2 separate regions of the Gossypium hirsutum genome follow, and region 2 is linked to region 1. The links are chromatin contacts, called in public Hi-C maps. All regions are on one chromosome and are shown on one strand. Each heading gives the region's core, a stretch centred on a gene start, on an enhancer-like site or on the middle of the called end of the contact. The rest is flanking DNA. Distances are from core to core; before and after follow the strand shown.

Region 1 (7,644 bases), core at 4,051-6,550:
TTTGGGTTAGTGCTTAGGAGCAATCTAACAGTTTAAGCTCGTTCCTAGGAGTATATCTTTTTGTTGGCTTCTTTGACATATAGTTGAATCCAACTATGATCATTCTAATATTCAAGAAACAAACAATTGCCTTTAGTCCTTTGGTAAACCACTATCTTTCTTGTGTTTGGAACTAGTGTAAAAAAATTGAAAGAGTCAAATTTTATGGTTCTATCTATCATGTTGAATTAAGAAACCATAGTGACTGTTGTCAAGTTTGATGAAGCTACTTCTTCAAACTCGATTCTCCCTCATTCGTTGAGTTACATGATTTTGTCTTTTAACAAAAAACACTTCTTGAAGGATGACTAATCAACCAATGATATTTGCAATAGTTGGGATAATCTACTCGATTGGCTTCTTCAGGGCGCTTCAATTCTAGCAACCTAACCAACTTAGCTTTTAAAAGTTCTTTAAGCATGTTTGGAATGTTACCATCAAGGAAATGATACTTCTTTTCTTGCCTCTTCTTTAGTGCAACTCTTATTATACCTTTAACTTGAGCAAAAATAAGTTTTGCATTTATGACCATGGATTGATCGACATCTTTATTATTAGTTAAAATTCCCCCATTGTGAACTGATTTCTGAAAAGGTTTTTAATTTTTCATCATTTCCATACTTAACTCCATGTTATGGGATTGGGTAGCTAATTTTTCAAAGGACTTTGGCTTGATACCTTAGAGAATGTAGCACAAGCCTTATTTCATGCCTTGTATGCACATGTTGATCATAAAAGACTTTGTCGATTTCTCCTTGTAGTTTAGATTTTATTATTCCAGTAGTGGGTGTAATTGATGACTATCTTATCTTTCCTCTAATGTGAGCTTACGAGCTCAACTTACGCTAACAATACGACGAGTGCTATAGAGTCGATTAAGAAAATGTAACTCAAGTTCTTCCTAACTATCAATCATTTCAAACTCAAGATCACTGTATCAATCAAAAGCATTTCCTTTCAAGGATCAAACAAACTAATTCACTGTGAGATCTTCATCAATTCCCGCATTATTACAAGTTTTCATGAAGCGACATGAAGACGTGAATTTCCTTTGCCATTGATTTGTTAGAATTTTGGATATTGATAATTTTCAAGCATCTTCAAATGATCAATCCTCTGGTTGTATGGTTTTGAACATGTATATAAAGGCGGAATAACACTTTCAACTTGATCTTTGATAGCTTCATTGACGAGCTCCTTGAGTTGATATAAAGAAACACTTTGAAGTCTTTCAACAACTTTGATTTTACCAATTTCTTAAAGAGGTTGATGGTGAGTTTTGTTAGAAGAAGTTTTTTTGCTTCCATTTAGATTTTTTTCTTCTATTTAAATTTTCAATTTGAGTCATCATAAAAGCGATTTGATCATTCATTCCCTTTTATGCTTGTAGTGCCAAAGATGCCACCTGTTCTTCCAAGATTGTAGTGCCAATTATCACTCTAAAATTTAGATTTGAGGGAGTTGTTGGAAAAGAGTTGTCATTTAGTTGACTATCTTTCACCTTGAATGATAATTAGTGAGCTACACTTGATCCATGTGGAGAAACTTCTTTTAAATACTTAGTTGGTGAAAAAACACCATGAAATGGATTGTCACTGAGTATTGAAAAAGTTTGACTGAGTAACTTTAAAATAGCTTTTGTCTTTTGATAGATGCCATAGGGATGAGTTGGGACAATGGTGCTTAACAATAAAGTTGAACAAGTTGTAGAATTAGGTTGAGTAGGGTTGAAAGTTTATTTGCAGATGATGATGAAGATGACCTTCTTGGAGGCCATTGCAACGTTAAACTTTAACTTTTTGAGAGAAAAGATGAAAGGCAATAATGGACGAGGTGTGCTAGAAATTGTATGCACAAATTTTGAGTCATATATTGACTTGAAAATTTAGAGTCAAATTTTATTTAACACTTCAAAAAGAAGTTACAATCTTTGGATTTCTTATTATAAAGAAAACTTTTTTGATTATTTTCTTTTGATGAAGCTTTGATCTAAGGGTCGTCAAACTTAATCTTGAATAAATGATGTCTGCTTTAAGGGTCATTGAGACTTGATCATGAAAATGAGTTTAAATCATCTTTCTTCGGTTGAAGTTGAACTGGGTTGAAAGGTTGTTTTCTTCAAAACAGGTATGGAGTTTGTCAAAATTTCTTCAAGTTTTTTAGTTTCTTCATAGATTTCTATATAGATTTTTTTGACTCCTTGAACTTGTGAGTGTGTAGAATGACTTGAAGGTGACCCCTTTTATAGTGTTAGTCACTTGAATAAAAGAGAATTTTTTTTTTTATAAAATTTGACTTCTTTACTTAAGTATTCTATAAGAATTAAACTCTTTTATTTATTATTTATCTCATATTAATATAAATATAAAATAAAATAATCCTTAAAGAATATGATTTCTTTGTAAAAAGGTTCTAAAAAGATTTAATTCCTTTATTTTTCTCTTTATTAATTAAAGTTAGAGATAAACAATAATGTGAAATGATGAATTCCAATTGGTCAAATATTCCCCTCTACAATATAAATACAAAAAAAAAGCCAAAATTAAAAAAAGTAATATATTTAGAAAAATATATTTTTTAAAATAAAAAAAAATAAATATTTTCAGAAACGTTAAAATATATACTTTTCTTTCTTAAAAATATATAAAATACAAAAAAATAAATATCCAAAAATAGGAAAAAATATCATTTTAAAAAAAATCAGAAAATTTTAGAAATTTTAAAAATATACTTTCCTTTTTTAAATATATATACTTTCCTCTTCTTCTTCCTTTTTTTTAAATATATATAAGGTTAGTATTTAATACAATTATAATATACTTTTTTTTTGTATTCCACAATCAATTTTAGAAAATTGTCATTTGTCACTTTTTTTTAAATATTTTTTAATATTTTATTATACTCCTATAAGATACTTGTCGACCCTTAACTCTGTTTATAGAGTTTAAAAGCTCCACTGAGGTGTACAAAATATTATTCCAAGTATAGTACAACAAGAGCATAAGTTCAAAAGAAATAGCAAAAAATTTAGAAAATCTCAAAAAAATTTAAAAATAAAAAAATAAAAACAATATCCAAAAATAAAAAATATACTTTTCATTTTTTAAATATATAAAATATAAAAAGAACAAAAAATTGGGGAAAAAAGTAGGAAAATATAAGTATATGTACAGTTTATATATTTTGTATATTTGAGTAAAAAATGTTCGTTGCATGACTATTTTTCTGATTTTCTTTTCTTTTTTGCGATTTTTTCCTTTTTTTTTTATTTTTGTTCCTAAAAATGCAAAATATTAAAAAAAATTGAAAGACATTCAAAATTATTAAAAAGTACTATAGATATTTATAAACCTATATTCCTTTTTGTTTTTTTTCTATTTTTTTCTAAATTCTTCTCTTTTTTGAATATTCATTTTTAAAATATTTTACCTATTTTCTAAGAAAAATTATATATTTTCATTTTAGGATTATTTTTATAATTTTACATTTTTTCTATATTTTTAATTTATTTAAAGAAAATAAAGATTGTTCGACGTGGGTTTGCAGGGAAGACACCCCTTCAGCTTTTTCTTAACGTTGTTAATGGTTAGGGAAACCTAATACTAAATTGGAAACTTTAGGTATCAAAATACAAACAAAACTTTAGGTACTAAAGTGATAATTAAGAGCAACTTTTAAAGGTAAATAATGTAATAACATTTTTTATTAATTCTAAAATATATTTATAATTTTAAAAGGTTATCTATATCTTGGTACAAATATATTTTTTACAAATCTAATGATATTTATATCGTATATTTTTATATTCTAGAAAATTATTTTATAATTTTAATATTATTATTCCTTTTATAATTATTTTTTAAGTCATGAAATTTAAATAATTTAATCTTTTGTAAAATTATTTACCAAAAAAAAAACCTCACGAAATCTAGGATTTTGAAATATTACATTTTAAAAGATTAGCAGTTTGAAAAAAAAAAAACAAAGAAGTCTTAAATTTCTCATCGAAATACACACGGAAAGAATATAAGTTAAATATGTTACCTTATAAAATATATTTATAAAAAATATAAAAATAAAATTTATTGATTCTTTTACCAGTTCATTATATCTCTACTCTTTTTCACGTCAATCCTTAAAAAATCATAAATTTGAATTACATAAGTACCAATCAGTGCTAAATTAAAATTTCATACCAAGGAAAATGAAATATTGAAATGGAAGTGAGATTTTGAAGCAGTAGAACAACATGATGGTTTTAAATAGGGGTGAATGCTAGGATAAAATTGAGTAAAAAAATATTGAGTTAATTGAGTTGATGAGTCTTACTTTATTATTTTAATTCTATTTGATTTTTTTTAAATCAAATAAGGTGATAGAGTTAAATTAAAAAAATTAAATATGTTAAATTAAAATCTTGTCACCGTATAATTAATTCTATTTTAGAGTATATATATATATTTGAAACTATATATATTTAAAAACTCTTTCAATTTCAAAGTAAAATAAAAAAAAGATATTTTAGTATGATCAACTTAAATAGTTAATTTACTTATTTAAGTTTTCAAAATTATTATTTTATAATTTTTTAAAACTATTTTATATATTCTTTAGAATTTTTGTATTTTTATAAAAAATTTAAAAATATAAATTTTAAGATTTTTATAAAAATTTAAATATTTAAAAATTATTTGAATTTTTTATTGAAAAAAAACCAATTAGCTCATTCTTAAAATTGAGCAAAGACTAAAGGGATATATACATTAATTTATTATTTGAGTTATTTAAATTATAAAATTCAATTTAACTAGAACTTAAAACTTAATTTATTTATTCAAATTATCTCAAACTGTCGAATAATTCTACTCAATTAACTTAAAATTTTAAAAAAAAATTCCTATTTTTTCCGTTAGAATGAAATGAGGCTCAACCATAATTTTAAATTAATTTCAAAGGTGTGGGGCCTAACGTTTCCGCTCAACAGCCGGCAGCAGAAAATTGGTGGGTGTGTTGTGGAGCGTGAAATCTTAGGAAATTTTTGTGGGCAGCCGCCCGGGCTGTCCCCCACACCACCCTATTTTTTAATTATATAAACATTTGTCCTATAATCTACGAATTTTCTAGAAAACACAACTCATTAAGAAACTAAACCCTTTTTTTATTCTATACGGTTGTTGTAATAAGATTTACCTTCTCAATTTCTATGACCACTTCTTTAGTTGTTATTCCACTTTATTATTTCATACACTCTCTTAACCAACAAATCAACAAATAATTATTAAATTATTACTACTGCTTCTTGATCACAAATTCAAACAATTCCATGTTAAAAAGCGGGTAAATGAGCGTGAGATTGACGAGAAGTTGAAAGAGAGTGAGGGTGGGAGCTGTCGGGTGAAAATGATACTAGACGTCAGAAGCTAATCATGTGGGCAGCAGGCGTTAGACTGAGGAGGCTTTATTGTTTTTGTTTCTACGACTGCTAAGTGGCAATCAACACGCGTAAGGAACAAATGAAACGTGCCCACTTGTAATTGGATTGCTGAGGAACACCTGTTGGTCCAAGCGAGCGCTTCAAAAGGAGCTGGGTCGGGGCTTAACAAATAAAATAAAGGGCTAGCCACTAGCCAGCGCCCCCCACTCCTTATTTATCGTATCAACCCATAAAATAACCAAATGTCACGCGGCGAGTTAGCAGAATATGCCGACAACTTTTTGGAACTCCCTCTTCTCACTTCACATCCCTACCCCACGCGACTTGTTCCCATTTCCACCACTTTGTGTGAAAGGACGCGATGGAAGAGAGTGTGAGATGGAGACCCATACTACCGCACGCAATCAACAGTATCATAACATCCGTTAGATAATAGTATAATAATAGCCATGATGATATAAATAAGATAACCCACGTGTCACGTTATTTACAAAACTGCCACCAGGCAGCCGCCCTCTCAGTCAAATCCCTCCTTGACTGTACCCTTCATTAGACTCTGCTTCAATTCCTCGCCGATTCCTCTCCTCCCCTTCTATAAAATCCTCCTCGCTTCGCCCTCCTCCATTCTATCTCAACCCCACACATAAATACCCTTTTACCAAAGGAGAACATTAAAACATAGCCCAACTCTTCGTTTTCTTCAAGCGGAAAACAGAAAACTGAGGCTTTCCCTTCTCAAATGGCACCGAGGGAGAAAACGGCGGCCGTCAAGGGTACTGGGAATAATAACGAGGTTCATTTCAGAGGAGTAAGGAAGCGTCCATGGGGGCGTTACGCTGCTGAGATCAGAGATCCAGGGAAGAAGAGCCGTGTTTGGCTAGGAACCTTTGATACGGCCGAGGAAGCAGCCAGAGCCTACGACGCCGCCGCTAGGGAATTTCGCGGCGCCAAGGCCAAGACTAATTTTCCGGTCCCTTGTGAGAATCTCAGCAAAGGTAATAACTGTAAAAGTAATGGTAACAACAACCACCATAGCCCTAGCCAGAGTAGCACCGTGGAATCCTCGAGCCGTGAGCCGGCGCTCATGGTAGACTCTTCGCCTTTAGATCTCAACCTCGTACAAGGTGAGGCGGTTACTGGTTACGTGCCTACGGCTGTTAGATTTCCTTTCCAGCAAGCTTCACCGGTGCCATATATTGCGGGCCGCAAAGTTTTCTACTTTGAACCGTTCGTTCGGCCTGGTGCAGTGAAAGGACACCCATTTCAACGGTTTGGATTCGATCATCATGATCTTCATGCGACGTTTAATGGTGTACAAAGCGACTCTGACTCATCATCCGTCGTTGATTTGAACCACCACGAGGTCAAGTCGCGCCCGCTTCTCAATATCGATCTCAACCAACCTGCCGTGCCGGAAATTGCCTGATTTATTTTTTAATATTCGCAGATCGTCAAAGCGGAAAGGCAAAAAAGAAAAACGAGTTTTTTAAAATTTCGTTGTTTAAACATAACTTTCTTAGCAGTCCCGAGGAAATATCGAAGGTAGATTTTAGAGAAAATGAGACCCCAAAAAAAAAAAAAGAGATAAATTTACGGCAACAGCTGTGATATTTTGATGTGATCTATCGTGGCAATCGAATGGCCCAGATTATGTGTATAGTTAGCTCAAGAACTCCTTTTTTGCAGCAGATAAACATCAGTTTTGTCTGTTGTTTTAATAACTAATTACTGTAATTTTTCCCCCTATGAATTAAGCACAACAAGTTTCCTTAATCCCGCTAGTTGTTTCCTCTTTTTTTGATTTACGTATATTTATGGGTTTGATAGTAATTATTTCTGCCGGAATCTGAAAACTAATTCCGGCAATTTCTTGATCTATGATGGATAACTTTACGTGTTTTGCTGATCTATTTTTAATTAGTGTTATGAGCGCATTACTTTTTGTTTTGTTCTGTTGGTTGCTGAATTGATATATTATCAAACTTCCTTAATTTGTACTAATTTGAAAAATTACTTATGATTCAAGTTTTGGGAAATGGGTGCTGGTAATTGCATTTTTAGAACCATTTGAAATGCATAGATGAACCAATTTTTTCCCAACACCAGATTTGTCAAAATATCCAAAACCATGGGCAAATAAATAGTAATTACAGTTTTGGTATTATTTTTTC
Region 2 (6,791 bases), core at 2,899-5,398, 330 kb after region 1:
TGGTATTTCCACCAAAAATCCACAATTTTCACCTAGAATTTTAAGGAATTTTGGTAATCACCAAGAGAGAAAAGTGATAAGGAGACTATGAAGAACAAGAAAATCACCTTGGATTCAAGAAAACGGAATTTGGAAGTGGGAGAAAATCAAGTTAAAGTTTGAAATCAATAGGACAATGTAAGAACATCAAGATTTAAATATATTTTTAAGTTTGATATTATTGAAAAAGTATGAAAATGATGTTAAAGTAGAGTTTTCTTATATAAGGTTTTATGTTCTTGATATGTTATCGAAGGGAAATAAGAGGAAGTGATAGGAAATATTATAGATAAATGAAAGGAGGGTGTTATAAACTTGGTTATCAACATTTTGCACTTAAATAGTTTTAGACAGCAGCAGTAATCTGAATTTGAAAATTCACGAAAAATTGTAGAAACTGAATTAAAGGTTAATGAAAGCATGAATTAAATCTTATTGAATCTAGTTTTACATAGAAAAAACAGTGTAAGCAAAAAATTTTCATATTTTGAGATATATGATTTTGTGTGAGACAATGTCAGATTAATTTAGGGTTCTCCTGTTCTGATTTTAAAAAATAATCAAAAGTTGTAAAAAATAATTATGGGTTTAAATTTATATTTTTAAATTATTAATGAGTCTATTTTCAATAGAAACAAATGGAAACATCATCCAAAACCTGTACTAAGAGATAATTAATTTTTAGTAAAGAAAGGTTGAAGTTGTCAAACAACAGAATATGGATAAATTTGAAGATTTTACTGTATTTATAGCCTAAATTATAAATTCTGAAATTTTTATGGTAAAATGATACTTGAGTCTAGTTTCAAAAACATCAAGCAGATCTTAATTTCAAATTTTGTAGCTTAAGATATAAATAATTTAGTGACTATGACTCAAGTGGACAGCTTTGATATAAACACATAAGTAAATAGTGGAATTATAAATAATGTTACATACAAGCATGTTATATACTAAAAGCTAAAGATTTTAATAAATATATACATAAAGGATGTGGAATGGAGAGGAGGAGGAGGAGGAAAAATATATGAATATATATAGTCGATAAATTTAAAATATTTCGAAATAGTTGTAGATGATGAAATGATTAATACATATGAGTATGCTTAAACGAATTAATAAAGCAATAAGTGAATAATTGTTAATTGATGTGAGTTATTTGTTAAAATTTTATGAAGAATTAATTGATTGGCACAATTTAGAAATAAATATGAAATATACTAGGTAAACTAATTTTGTAAGTGCAAGTCATCTAATGGTCTTATTTGTAAAATTTTAATATTTGTGTTAATTTTATAAACTTTTTTATCTTTCATTGAATATTATGTTTTTATAAGGACTGGTGATTAGAAATATATGTAAGTGAATGATATATAAAATGAAGTGGCAGTTATAACATCTGAATACGGTTCAGGTAATGATATAAAATAAATAAACAAAAATAAAACATGGAACTTATAGAAAAATAGCGACGACGTCACGATGACAAGTTCGCCATGTCACGACATGGAAACCCCAACGTTGCGATGACAGTTCAACAATTTTTATGAACTTTACAAATTTAGCATTTGATCAATTGTGGATGTTTTAATGAGCTCATTTAACTCATAATTAGTTTTATCGTAAATTTAATTATTACTAAAATTAGTTAATGATCTATATTGATTAAATAATATGATAAATTGATTTGAAATTTTCAGTAATTGCTTCGGCAACGAATGTGACATCTTGATGCCTTGACTCGGCGGTTGGGTCGGGTATGGGGTTGTTACATATTTTGATAAAATTAACTTTATTTTATGCTTTTGAACATTATTTTATAAAATTCTAATGTTTTATAAATATTTTTAAAAATTAAAAATTTAAATAAAATCATCAGTAGCTCTTATATAGTAATTTTTAAAAAAATTAAATTACATAATATGTTAAAAATATTTTTGTTATTTTAAATATTTTTATATTGTAATAAATTAAATTAATTTTAAATTAAAAAATTAAGTTGGAATCGGATAATTGTGAATTCGTTACTTATATATGTCAAACGAGTAAATTATACCTAAGGTCACTAAATTGTAAGTTTTCATTTTTGGTCACTTAACTTAAAAAGTTACAAAATGATCATTGAACTATTTAATAATTTTCATTTAAGTTATTGAACTATTCTAAAATTTTTATTTAAGTCACTGAATTATTAAAAAGTTTTTATTTAAGTCGCTAGGATGTTAAGTTTCTTTAAGAAGTCTGGCAAACACTAAGCCACAATTCTACAATCGGTACGATGGATTAGTACCCATCAATGAGCAGAAGAATATACTTTAGATCAAAGTCGATCTAACAATTAATGTCGAAAATGAAAGAAGAAAACAAATTAGATTTTGGTTCACAGATTGGTGACGTTTAAAGCTATTTCATAAAAAAAAAAGAAACAAAATTGTATAAGAGAAGAGGAATGAGAGTTTTAGTTAGTGTAGGCGATGCGAACAAAGAAGGCGATATAATAACGATTTTAACAGCCTTACGACTTAAATGAAAATTTTCAAATAGTTTAGTGATCATTTTGTAAATTTTTAAAATCAAATAATTAAAATATAAACTTACTAATAATTTAGTGACATTGTGTGTAATTTACCTATTTCGAATTTAAGTAATTTATTATTATTTATTTATTTTTGAGCCCTACTTCCAAGTAGGGGTGAGCAAAATCCGATTCGATTCGAAAAATTCGATAAAATTTTTAAATTTTGAATTAAATAGCTCGATTTATTTAAGTTAATCAAGTTATTTGGATTAACTCGAATAAAAAATTAAGTTTTTCCATTTTAAGTCGAATATGAATTACACAATTCGAGTTATCAAAAAATCCGAATAAGAAAAGACAAAACTACGCTATTTTTATAAATATTTACCTTTTATAAAGTTAAAAATCAAAACCATTAAGTTAAAAGGTAAAACTACATTGTTTTGATAAATGTTTACTCGTTAAGTTAAAAGGCATAACTATTATATTATTTATGTAGTTAATTACTAGTTAAATAATCGGTTAATATAAACGCAACATTGAGTATAAATAATAGGATTCGTTAACTCGACTTGAAATTTTTTGACTTGATTTGATCCAGTTCAAAAAAATTTAAATTGAATTCAGTTGCTAAAATAAGATTCGTCAACTCAACTAACTCAAAATTTTTTTTAACTCGACTCGATTCAATTCAATTCAACTCAATCGAATACACAACTCTACTTCCAAATTCATGAGAGCTTGCTCATATTTTCAACACTGGGCCCACTGAATTAGTGGATAGGATTTAGCCACCGTCCAAATCCCCCTCGAGTGATTTAATATCGTCCGGCTCCATAACATGTGATGTGATGCACCAACAATATCGTACGAAATATCAAATTTCCATTTTGATTTTTCATTTTTCATTTTTTAAAAATAAATAAAAAATCTTATATACAAAACTCTAAATTTAGCACATTGTTTTCTTTTTTACCCTCAAGTTTTAGTGGTATTGGGCAAAATCCGTTTTCTACTTTGGATTTGGTTGTTCTTCCCCTCAAGAATCTCAGCCAATTCTTCGTCGTTTTCAAATTTTATTTTTATAAATTAAACTCGATGAAATGACTGGAAAATAGAAGTGTCAATGAATCAATCCGCCACATATCACCATAAACTATCATCCTCATACATGACAATAATGATGATGATAAAAGATGATGGCATGGCACATCAAATCCGCATACCCATGCATCATCCATCATTCAAATCATATCATGGCCGCCTCGTTAAATAAATAGATATACTATCAACTGTGAAGAAGCGGGAAAGACTCAACTACCAATGCCGTTTTAATAATATTAATAACGCGAAACACGAGAAATAAAACCGTCGGTGTCGGTGTGTACTAATAACAGCCGCCATCGCCGCCGCACACAACATCACCGTGTTTTCTGTGTAAGAACCCGCAACAGAACCAAACAACTTTCATGACTTAAAACTAAATTACTTTGGGCGGTGAAATTTAAGAAAGCCGTGAACGCCTTGGCTGCCGACAGATTCGTTCAGATAGAGGGTCGTGAGGTCGACGCGTGGCCATAGACAAGGGTGAGACTGGACCATAAAGAAAATGGGGACCATGGTGGGAGTCTGAAATGACGGCCAATAGTAATTATAGTGATGAATGAAGCTTAGCTTATCTGACTTAGTGCAGACTTTGGGGATTATGTAAAATTATAAGACAAAAGAGAGTAAAAATGTTAAATTCTAACACCAGTACTTTTTATAAATTTAGAATTTAATTATTATATTTTTATTTTTAGTAATTTAATTTTTTTATCTTTTAAATTTTAAATTTTAAGTCAAATTATTAATATTATTAAATTTTTAATGTTAAAATTTATTGATATGATATTTTAGAATAAAAGAAAGATTCACTTTGTAGTCATGTAACTAAAAAAATATTTTAAGAAACTTGAATTTTATAAAATAATTTTAATAATGTTAACAATTAAATCTAAAATTTAAAAATTAAAAGTAGAAGAGTAATGTGTTATTTGATAAATTGAAAAATTAAATATTGAAACTAAGTTTTAAAATCTATTTGATATGTTAGTTGAAACTATAAATATGAGATGTGAGTAGATTGTTTTGATAAATAATAATTTTAAAAATTTTAAAGGTAAAATGTTTAAAGGAATAATCTACTTATTAATTTCAACCTTTTTTCATTAAAAAATTCTTATCATTTTTTTTAATTTTTGTTATCAAACATGCTAACCGAAATAAATTACTGAAAATATTATTTTTTAATTAATTTAATTTTATTAATGGATTATCAATCAAGGCCTAAATTCTTAGAAATAAAAATATAATAATTAAATTTTAAATTTACAAAAGGACATATTGCATATTTTAATCAAATTAAAAATGAAGAGTATGTACAGGTTAAATTCTTTTGATCAGTCCCTATAACTTTTTAATTGGTCAATTTTAGTTCTAACTCAAACAATATCAGTTAAATCCGTTTGGTTAAATTCAATTAATAATCTTGTACTATATATACAGTTGTAAATTTAGTCTATATTCTCCGACTAGATCATTCTCAGTCCTTGTACTTTTCAGATTTCAAAATTTTAATTTGAATATAAATTAAAGTTGTTAATCCAATATATGAAAATAACAAGTCAACATAACATTACAAATATGATAATCTATTTGTCGAATTCTATTATAAAAGTAGTATAACTTAACGACTTTAACAATTATAGTGTGGTGAGAAGTAAACTTTTTAAATTTGAAAAGTACAAAGACAAAAAATATCAAATTAAAGTAAATGGATTAAATCTACAATTTTTACAAAATATAAGGACTGATAGCAAAATTTAACCCTATATATAACTACCACAAACTTTGCGTGTTGGAAAACACCAATCCCATTAAGGCTTATTTAGCAATGCTTAAAAAAATTGAAAAACACTTTTGAAAAAATAAATTGTGCTTAAGAAAAACAACTTTTAGGTTAAATGAGTGAATTTTAAAAAACAGTTTCACTCAAAAGTATTTTTCCTTAGAAGCTATTTTTTTTAACTTTTTTTTTGTGTCAAAAGCACTTCGGGAAGTATTATTACTTTTTCATCACTCCATTTTTTTCTCTCAAAAACACATGGTACTTCCATTTTCTTTTTCCGTTTCTTTTTCAAATCATTAATTTAAAATAAAAAATCATCTCTTAAAACAATACAAATGTGTTAATATTCAATTACAAATATTTATTGGTTATATTTAATATTTAAAATATAATTTATATATTGAAATTAAAAATTTTAAATAATTAATATTAATTGCTTAAAAAAATTTAAAATTTATCTTTCATATATTAATATATTAATAACAAATTATAATAAATTATTTTTTATATTCTTACTAAAATATCATAATACTAATCTTAACATTATTTAAATGTTTATTTGTTACTTTATAACACTATGTCTAAAATAAAAATATTATTTCTTAAAATCACTTTTTGACAGTAATAATAAACATATAAATCTTAAACTAAACTTTTCAAAGTGTTTTTTAAAAGCACTTTTTTAAAATCACTTCTCAAAAGCAACGTTAAACAGGTCCTAAATAGTTTATAAAATATTATATTTTTAAACATTGTTTAAAAAAAAACATCATTTTTTCTTTTTAATTATTTAAAAGATATGATAGCTTTTCTCTATCTAAAAAGTGATGTCACCATGTTAGATGGTAGGTTTATTATGTATTAGTTGTCTCATTTTAAATTTTGAAAATATATAATGACTTATTTGATCTTTCAATTTTATAAAAAAAAATTATTCTAATAATTTTATAAAAAAAAGTAATTTTAGCCCTCTATTTAATTTTTCGTCTTTTATAATCCTTAAATTTACATTTTTTGTCAAATCACCCCAAAATAAATGGAAAAATTAATGTTTTTTAATTTTGTTAATATTGCATATACGTGAATTGAAATGTGGATGCATGTTAGCATTTAATTAAATTTTAAAATTAAAATTTTAAAAATTTTAAAAAGTATAAAAATATTTTAATATTTTTAAAATTTTAAAAAATAATTAAATGTTGACGTGTCATTTACCTGTATGTCATGTTAGTAAAATTAACAAACATTAATTTTTTCATCCATTTTGGGATGATTTGACAAAAAGAATGTAAGTTAAATGGTTAAAAGAGAAAAAAAAATTAAATGGATGGCCAAAATAGTCAA

What was found. A called contact is a pair of places that touch in the nucleus more often than the background predicts.
Region 2: a contact with region 1 is called in a Hi-C map of leaf, with 4 times the contacts expected there. The contact joins the enhancer-like site here to the promoter of LOC107961750 in region 1. A contact is called at or near these places in 6 of 34 Hi-C or Micro-C datasets (callus, hypocotyl and leaf).

What each region holds. Positions count from the first base shown.
Region 1 is chrA06:84,475,174-84,482,817 of Gossypium_hirsutum_v2.1, forward strand. It overlaps LOC107961750 (ethylene-responsive transcription factor 4), which reads left to right and starts at 5,301. Exons shown (of 1, transcript XM_016897850.2): 1 at 5,301-7,246. The coding sequence starts at 6,213. The coding sequence ends at 6,899.
Region 2 is chrA06:84,803,638-84,810,428 of Gossypium_hirsutum_v2.1, forward strand. No RefSeq gene overlaps it. Among protein-coding and RNA genes, the nearest start is that of LOC121231084, 110 kb to the left of the region's middle. Within about 2 kb of position 4,149, at least 9 of the 9 cell types and tissues checked have an H3K27ac peak or open chromatin away from gene starts, as enhancers often do. A contact at or near this core is called in hypocotyl and leaf, where this site is marked.